Linked DNA regions of Sus scrofa: all the other regions are linked to region 1. The links are chromatin contacts, called in public Hi-C and HiChIP or PLAC-seq maps. All regions are on one chromosome and are shown on one strand. Each heading gives the region's core, a stretch centred on a gene start, on an enhancer-like site or on the middle of the called end of the contact. The rest is flanking DNA. Distances are from core to core; before and after follow the strand shown.

Region 1 (2,815 bases), core at 200-2,699:
GAGAGCTTGTGGGAGGCCAGTGTTACCCGGGGCTGGCTGCTCCAGAAGGAACAGAAACAATAGCCCGCAAGCTTAATCTGAGTTCACCAGAGGATAAATTCTCCTCCCTGGGCCCCATTCTGCTTTCCAAATTACAGAGAAAAAGTCTTTAGAAATAGTAGGCTTACAGAGCAGAAGTCTTGGGTTTGCGTTTTAGCTCTCCACTTGTGTAACTCGGCTTGGGTGAAGCATAAGCCTTTGAGACTGTCTGTTCCTCTTTCACAGGCGAGGCTGGTAGTGTGGGATAGATGACCTGATGGACGTGGACGCCCCATGTGGATGGAAAGGGTAAAACGAATCCCAAGAGTTCTTCATGTTGATGGGTTTCATCAGGACACATAAGAGCAAAACACCAAATCCCAGAATTGGACATCGTCATCCCTTCAGGGCAAGTTCTGAAGGTGAAACCAGATAATATATAAACAGCCTACAGACATCCTATTGCACCAAACACTGTCGTATTATGCACTTATGACACCAAAAGCACCATCGAGAAGTGATGCTTCGTGCAAAGCTGAAATGCCCCCTTCCACAGCACGAAAACCTTGAACGTTCTCATGCTGCCTGAGTGTCCCTGGAGAATAAGTCCAGTTTCACGCCCTCTGTCATCAGTGTTGTCCTCCCAAGTGTAAACCTGGCAAATGCCTACCTCCTCGTAAAGTTCTGGGGAACTCTGGTCTGTCCAAGGCTGCTTCACCCATCTTGGAAATGTCCCGGGGTCCCACATGTGCAGGTGCAAAGGGAACCTGCAGCGGATGGTCTCCCTTTGATATTCTGGGCTGCTTCAAAGAAAGAGGCACCACTTCAGTACTTACCCTTCTCAACTCGAGATTCCAGCAGGAGTAAATCGTCATTACTCCCCGGAGGGGCAAGCACACTCCTAAGAATGGGGAAATTGAGGCATGAATGTTTAAACAATTAGCCTGGAGACTTAACCAAGGTCAGAGCGTGAGTAAGAGGAAAACACAGCGCCTGGCGTTCTGATCTGGTCCTAGAGATCCCAGGGGGAAGAGTTCTCTCTGCAGAAATACTTGCATGGCTAGCGTTTGCCAGAGCAGATGTTTTATCAAGCCTACTGTACAGCAGGGCCCACCCTTGCCTATCTATTCCTATCTGCTTTTATTATGCTTTGGGGCTCTCGCATGATAAGACCTCCCATATGGTACTTGTATTAACATTAAATAATGGCCATTGTGTTGTGTATACTATCACCATAGAAATATTTACTTAGTTGAACACAGACACCGGTCAGGCATGGTGATTGAAAACAAGCTAATCATAAAAACCATTCATGCTCACATCTATTTATAAAATCTGTTTCTCTTGTGCCAGTTAAGTACAGGCTTTGTTCTAAACAAACACACGCAAGCCTTCTGCACACCCAGGGACATGAAAGACACCCCTCCCCTGCCTCTTGCAGGCGGGGCCCCCGGGGCGTGTTTGCTGGGGCTCAGTGGAGGCTCCTCAGAGGCTGGGCCCTTGCAATCTGGGTTCCTTTGTTTACTCCAGGTGCTGACACCCTGCCTGGGAGCTCCCAGGCTTTGGGTTTTCAAATTTGGGGTGCTCAAAAGCCGTTGAGGTATTTGTCCCCCCTACAGATTTTCCAGCTCCGCACCCGAGAGCCTCTTTGGGTTGCTGACAAGGGGGCCTGGGAGACAAATTTTTAGGAAATGCTGGTGGTGCTGGCATTGAGTCTGTTCTCTTTCCTTGATAAATGGCCCTCTCCACTGCGTTCTCTGAGGTCCTGCCAGCTGCGCCCCACCCACCACACCGGCCCCCAGCAGATGCTATGGGGCTAGAGCTGGCCCTCCTGGGAGTTGCCTTTTGATGCCCTTAAATTTCATTTCAGCTGATACCATTGATTTCCATACATGTGAACTCTAAGTTGTGTACTGCCAAGTGCTTGAACATCTGGGCTTTGGAGTCAAAGAGTTTGCATCTGTCCCTGCACCTTAGTAGCCAAGAGTTTGCATCTGTCCCCGCACCTTAGTCGCCAAGTGGCCTTGTGCAAATGATGGAACTCCTCCAGTGCCCCCTTTTAACTTATGAAATGGGGATAATAATGAGAGCACTTGCCCCAGTGAGGAGATGGGAGGAAGCAGCCATCAGGCTGGTGGAGAGCGTGGCGCACGGTCCTCGAATGAGTGGTTCTGTTTCAGAAATAAATTAAGTTGACTTGGGCTGTCCTTTCAGATCAGGGTGTTTGGGAGGGTGCACCTGAGGGGACATGGTATAGGAAAAAGCTGGGATGCCCTGTGTTGATATGTGGTCCAGTCACCAAAGAGCTGAATGACGGTGGGCTGGTCCTTCTCCTCAGTGAGAATCTATAAAACGTTATCTGTGAAACGAGAGGGTAGGTCCAGTGCAGTCATTTCCCCACATTATGAGTGGGGTATCCCTTTTGAATGTCAACAGCCTAACAGAATATGTGCTTGTGTTTATACTCTCGGTGTTCCTTGACACACAATGATGAAACGTCTCTATGTATTCTGAAATTAAAAAAAAAAGGGATTTATATGTATGCATCCAAGCCCTATGTCCATTTATTTGGGAAATGATTGAAGCTTGTTTTGCATGACACATATTATTGATAAGACCACAACTGGTTGGCCAGTTGTGTAATAACTACAGCCCAAGAGTTACAGTCTCTCCAAGTGGGAGCCACTGGTCAGACGGTTGTTTTTTAATAGATCCCTCTTGGCAGTGAAAGTGGATCTGGAACCTCGAACTGTGAAACAGATGGATTCAGAGCTGCTTTGCTTTCTCTCCCTTCACT
Region 2 (2,815 bases), core at 222-2,721, 220 kb before region 1:
TCATCGGTAGATGGTTCTTCTCTTTGTCAGGTGGTCTTTTGATGCCACAGGTGTCTTTGCATTATCTTCAGATCCATGGTGTAGACAACACGCAGGATCACAGGGAAGGGATCTGCGCTTGGGTTGCTCTGTAGAAAGTCCTCTTGGTCCCTGAAGCCCACAGCCTCTCTTTTATTCTGTTGGTTGCGATGAGGTCCCCACGGCAGCTGCCCCGTCCTGGAAGGAGCACGGTTTGGGGGTGACATAGCCCTGCCGTTTGCATGCTCTGCTCGCTCATTTGTCCTCAGGCTACGTATTCAACTTCCCTGAGCCTTCGTTTTCTAATCCCTACAGTGGAGATAGTCATAAAGAGCTTTCGGGGCTCTTGTAAGGATTTGAGATAAATCCTGTAACATGCTTTTTCACCGACACAGGGTCTCCTAAAAGGTGCCCTATCCTGCGGTCTTGTAGGCTGCCACTTCTGTACCAGTGCTCTTTGCTGACAGCACCGTTGCTACTTCAGTGGTTGTTAGGACTGTGGTTGCTGTTAACCTGGTTACAGAAAATTTTCCACTTGACACCCCCCTAACCAAGTGGGCCAGCACAGTCCCTGTGGCTGATGACACTGTTTTCTTCCTCTCACGCACTCTTACCAGACTTGAGCCGGGCCTCAGGTCACCGTTGCGACTCTGGAACATCATGTCCGGGCATGGCTGGGTCAACAGGGCTGGTTCTTGGAATTGCTAGCATCAGGATATAGAACTCTCTTCACTGCCGAAGTGTTCTCTTTGCCTGGAATCCCTTCTTTTCTGAAGGTGACCTTGGCATCTGAGGGTTTAGGAGGAAACCTCTGCCACCTGTGGGTGCAGCCAGCCCAGGGGAGAGCTGCCTGCCCCGGGCCATCCTGTCCCCAGCCAGGCCGCCCCCCACCCCCACCCCACGTCAGCCCACTGCTGAGAAGGGCCAGGTCAGTGCATCCACGCGGCAGCCTCGAAGATAATATCTCGGGTCTGAAAAAGCCCACTGGCCTTGCTTCCTTCTGGACGTGCCCGTCAGACCCTCCCAATTCTAACGGACTTTCCCTAGATCGCTTTGCAACTGAAGACGCCTTTGGGAACCCTGTGCCCGTTGCCACTTGCGGTGGTTGATTTGCAGCCAAACTCTGGCACCTGGAAGAGGGGATCCTGTGTCTTTAAACAGCTGTGCTCCTATGTGTGTAAATGCGCTTGCTAATCCAGTGACTAATTCAGTGTATTATAAAGCAGCAACGCGCGGGCTGCCAGGGCAGGGCTGTGTCCCAACTGGAGTGGTGTGTGAGGCCCAGAGAAATATTTCCTGAATTGTGTCGCACCACCGTCTGTGGAAGGGACTTGATGCCTCATCTGTCTCTTCTCTGCATAGAGTCAGCACCGGCCTTCTCTGGGTTCCCATCCTGTTCCCGCTGCCCCCTCCCCCTCCCCCAGTCTGTGGGTCAGTTTATTTACTCATCTGAGGGTGGAGCTGGTGCTCAATCTGAGTCAGGGCCTGCGAGCCAATCAGAACTTCTCCGGGGCATTCCAGGGGCCCAAACTCATGATCCCTCTTGGAAAAGAATTTTCCAAAAGGTCCCTTTTGGTCACAGTATTGTGAGCTGCACCTTTCTCGGTTCAGGGCCGGTGAGCCTGGTCCAGTGTTTGTTTGCCTGAAGCCCATTTCTGTCTGCCCCCCCAACCCCCACCAAGGGATTGGGAGAGAAACTTCCAGAAAGACTCAGGTCTGGTGGAGACGTCTTCTCCTGAAAGCCTTATACTTAGAAATCTGCTAATGCTAATGTCACTCTAGGTGAGCTCCTGGGCAGCCTCTTCTGGGGACAGCTTGGGGTCAGGGGAATGCGAGGTGCCCTGCTTATCTCCTGCAGTCTGTGGCCCTCTCTCTCAGGCCTCACATAAGTGGTCCCAGACATCGGAGACGCCAGGCAACCACCTCGGGATGTGCCCTGCCCCAGCACCTCCCATGGTCCCCCGGAGAGTGGGCCTCCGTGCCATCTCCCGAGGTCTCTCTGTGGCTGAGGTCACATAGCTGTCTCTTCCCTCTCACTGATGCCATCCACCTGCCCTTGGAGTTGTCCTTGACACCTTGGCTCCCTCCTCTCCCTTGCCCCCCATGCTCAGGACAGCAGCGGGTTCTTTCCTACCCCTGGCCCCACGGCTTCTGGAACCAGCCCCATCACTCACTCTCCATTGCAAAACCTTTCATCTCGGCCATCATTGGAACCATCGTCACAAGTTGAGTGTGAGACACTTGCACCTGTTTGTGTGCTTATGGGGGGGGGGAGTTCGTTGCCCCCACAAAACTCCAGGTTTCCCTTCCACGTTTCCCAGTCACCGAGGTACTCCGATCGCTTGACTCACAGCAGGTGCTTGTTAGCTCTTTTTTTTTTTTTTTTGTTAGTATTGTTGCTTTAAATGAAGACATGATTCACATAATGTAAAACTCACCATGGTCAAGTGTACAATTGAGTGGTTTTAGTACATTCACAGAGTTGTGCAACCATCACCGAAAACTGACTCTGGTACATTTTTATCACTCCTGGGAGACAGCCCGCAGCCGTCAGCAGCCAGGGGTAAAGGTCTGCTGGTGAGGCTGTCCGGCCATGCGCCTGAGGAGGTGGACCTGGGTTTTCCTGACCAGAGACCCCACTGCTCTCCCCTGATGCTCCAAGCACGCGCCCTCACACCTGCGGAGCTGGTGGCTCTCTTGGTTTGGCTCCGCTGAGTAGGGAGCCTGTGTCTGTCTGGGCAGAGATAACAGGCACTTTTACGGGCTGCAGAGGTGTTCAGTGCAGGAGCCTGGGGCT
Region 3 (2,815 bases), core at 215-2,714, 180 kb before region 1:
ATTGTTAGGTCCTGGCTGTTTCGGCAGTATGTTAAGCGCAAGGTCACGAAGGTGTCGTCGAGTGGGTTTTTCAAGCACAGGTTAGAATGTTGTGTGTGGTCCTGAGTGGACTTATTGGAACTGAGGTCCCCGATGGCTGCCTTCGATTTCCTAGCCATGGATAGAGGACCATGTGCATAGAACATGTTGGTCTGTAGTGATTCGCTGAACTAAGGCTTCCTTGATCAGTTATAGGACGTACCGCATATGGATCGTGTTGGGGTTTACGTGAGACTGGGTTGAGTTGGGGCCACAGCAGGGCCATAGCTCCGAGGAAATGGGAAAAGGCACATCAAGCAGACCATCCTCTTCCTCCTTTTGAAAATCTTCAGTGCTTCGGATGCCAAACGATCCAGCAATACAATTTCTTGACTGATTCATCCCCACTCAGAAGATAGTGCAGCTCCTGTTGGGTTTGGCCCTGAGGGCAAGAAACTGTCAGGATGCTTTCTGTTCCATTTGTCATTAAAGGTCATTTCCTCAGGACTGGACGGCATGAGAAGGACTTCGGGATCTTTTGTGGATGATCATTGAGAAGGTGTTGAAGGCAGAGGGTGATGCTTAGATTCTAGGGTCACCCACCCCACCCACAAAGGTGGGCACTCCTGCAGTAGTTTGAAAAAAAAGATACACTTGTGAACAGATGGGTCATTTCTGGAGTCGAGTGTTCTGTTTTTGCCATCATCGTTTGGCTGTGGGTAGAGACACCTGGGGGAAGGGAGGGGCCAGTCAGTCCCGTTCCTCTGTTTTAGGACCACCTGTCAGATGTGTACTATGGGGGCAGAGTGAGCCCTGTTGCAAGGGTGACCAACCATGAGAGTTTCATAGGTTAAAATAAATGTGGTGTCCTGCCCACACCGAGGTCTTTGATTTGACTTTGAGAGTCGAGCTACAGAGATTAGATGCTCAAAGTAGCAAATGAATCCCCAAAGGACAGGAGGTGGGGCCGTTTTTATTTTGGGGCACATGTTGATGAAACATAGCCTGGGAGTCACCCATATTGTTTGGCCCCAAATATAGTTTAATAGAGAGAAGCAGTTTGGGTCGCTTGTACCCTGACACCTTTCTGCAGAGGATTGTTGGGGTAATACAGTTCAGTAAATATTTACTGAGCACCTGTCCCAGGCCAGGTCCCACGCCTGGCACGGAACACAGAAGGTTCGATCAGATGCAGCCTAGGGTGGGAGGGAACTAACAGGTGGAAGGAGTCACCCCACGGCAGACAGCTTTTCGATTGTGTTTGCTGGTGAGGCACTGTGCTAGGCTTTGGGTGACAGCAGTGAAAACTCACAGTCCCCGCCCTTGGAGTGTGTGTTCTAGTGATGAGAGAGATTTACGGAGAGCAGGCTGCTAGGCTTGGTCTTGATGTGCACACAGACGATGGGGGTGCTGACCGAGACAGCCACTGCCTTGGGCTCTGCTCCTGTGTGGTTGCCTCACGCTGGGCACAGGCGACAGAGTGAGAACTTGAAGCTGAACTGGAAAGGGGTCCCCACCCTGAGCCTGGTTGACCAGCTGTAAATTCACTGCTGTGGCAGGCAACCCCCGAGCCTGGAGAATGAGAAGAAAGATGCTGACATCTTTTTTCTCATTCTGGGAACAGTTATGATCCAGGGCACTTGATTCAAATCCTGTCCTGGCCTTTTGCTTTTTCCATTTACCTGAGCTGCTCTCTTCTTAGCCTCTAAGCCAGGGGGCCAAAAAACGGGGGCGTTTTTAAAATCACCCCTCAAGGAGACAGACAGGAGCCTTCTGGTCCCTAGACAAAGAGAAGGGAAACAACCAGATGAGTAGGAATATACTGGGTGCCTTGCCTTACAAAAAGAGGGAGTGGTTATTAGCCCTGGACTTGAACTACTTTGAGGGTCCCCTCTGGAGGGAAACGTCCTTGTGTGACTAGCTCTGCTGGCCTGGGGTCCCTTCAGATGCCCCCGATAACTGAGGTTGTGTCATACATAGTCTTTGAGTGGGACCATCAGTGTTGTACTGAGAATTTTTGTCTTCCCCAGAAGCTGAGAACAAAGCCGTCAGAGGAAACTCCCCGCTGCAGCCTGGGGGAGCGGGCAGGGGTGGGGGGCGTGTGAGTGTGTGTGTGTGTGTGTGTGTGTGTGTGTGTGGTGCCCGCCCTCCCGCACGGCTGCGGAGACACTGCCTTCTAACAGGGACCCCTCTGTTGTTGTGGTTCAGAGCTCCGACTTGAGAAGCATAGTTTCCCAGTGATGCCACTGGATTCCTGATGTGTGACACCCCGGGGCAGCCTGGTGAAGGCCGCTGTTGACTGCTGTGGGGGCCCCAGACAGGGACACCATTGTGAGTCACAGTTAGTGTGTGAGCCCCCTCGCTCCCCCCCGCCCTGTGATGGGCACTATTCTTAGTACCATTCTCTGCTCCCTGGGACAAAGGTCACTGGGACCACAGTCTGGTTGGTGGGTGGATGGGGCGAGGGAGGTGCCAGGAGAATGGAGTAAAAGGCTCAACAATGTGAGGATATGTTGGATGGAGGGCAAGGGACAGAGCCTGGGCCCTGGGGGTTTGGACAGATGGACGCTGAGCGACATAGAGATGTTCTCCGGGAGGAACTGTACCCGCGAGAGCCAGCCTCCCTTTGTGTCTGGGCACAAATGAGAACGTCCCTTGGACTGGGACTCGGATGCTGCTGCCCGAAGGTCAGCGTCGCCAGCGTCCCCTCCAACCCCAGAGCCACCTGCATGCCGTGGGCTGCCAAGTGGCCCTGAGTTCCCCTTCCGGCCCCCCAGGGAGGGTGACACCTTGCTGC

What was found. Hi-C and Micro-C count contacts between places; a contact is called where the count stands out from the background. HiChIP or PLAC-seq counts read pairs in DNA pulled down with a chosen protein or histone mark.
Region 2: an H3K27ac HiChIP or PLAC-seq map of skeletal muscle shows a contact between it and region 1, with 6 times the contacts expected there. The contact joins two enhancer-like sites. A contact is called at or near these places in 3 of 47 Hi-C or Micro-C datasets (adipose tissue, heart right ventricle and skeletal muscle) and 1 of 2 datasets of contacts at active chromatin or transcription factors (skeletal muscle).
Region 3: a Hi-C map of blood shows a contact between it and region 1, with 2.6 times the contacts expected there. The contact joins two enhancer-like sites. A contact is called at or near these places in 1 of 5 promoter capture datasets (liver), 4 of 47 Hi-C or Micro-C datasets (adipose tissue, blood, embryonic fibroblasts and 1 more) and 1 of 2 datasets of contacts at active chromatin or transcription factors (skeletal muscle).

The regions. Positions count from the first base shown.
Region 1 is chr9:55,208,800-55,211,614 of Sscrofa11.1, reverse strand. No RefSeq gene overlaps it. Among named protein-coding and RNA genes, the nearest start is that of ETS1, 300 kb to the left of the region's middle. Within about 2 kb of position 1,449, at least 24 of the 83 cell types and tissues checked have an H3K27ac peak or open chromatin away from gene starts, as enhancers often do. A contact at or near this core is called in adipose tissue and skeletal muscle, where this site is marked.
Region 2 is chr9:55,428,822-55,431,636 of Sscrofa11.1, reverse strand. All of the region lies in intron 3 of ETS1 (ETS proto-oncogene 1, transcription factor), which reads left to right. Among named protein-coding and RNA genes, the nearest start is that of ETS1, 82 kb to the left of the region's middle. Within about 2 kb of position 1,471, at least 31 of the 83 cell types and tissues checked have an H3K27ac peak or open chromatin away from gene starts, as enhancers often do. A contact at or near this core is called in adipose tissue and skeletal muscle, where this site is marked.
Region 3 is chr9:55,386,915-55,389,729 of Sscrofa11.1, reverse strand. All of the region lies in intron 8 of ETS1 (ETS proto-oncogene 1, transcription factor), which reads left to right. It overlaps LOC110255459 (a long non-coding RNA gene), which reads left to right. Exons shown (of 2, transcript XR_002335736.1): 1 at 1-2,156. Among named protein-coding and RNA genes, the nearest start is that of ETS1, 120 kb to the left of the region's middle. Within about 2 kb of position 1,464, at least 15 of the 83 cell types and tissues checked have an H3K27ac peak or open chromatin away from gene starts, as enhancers often do.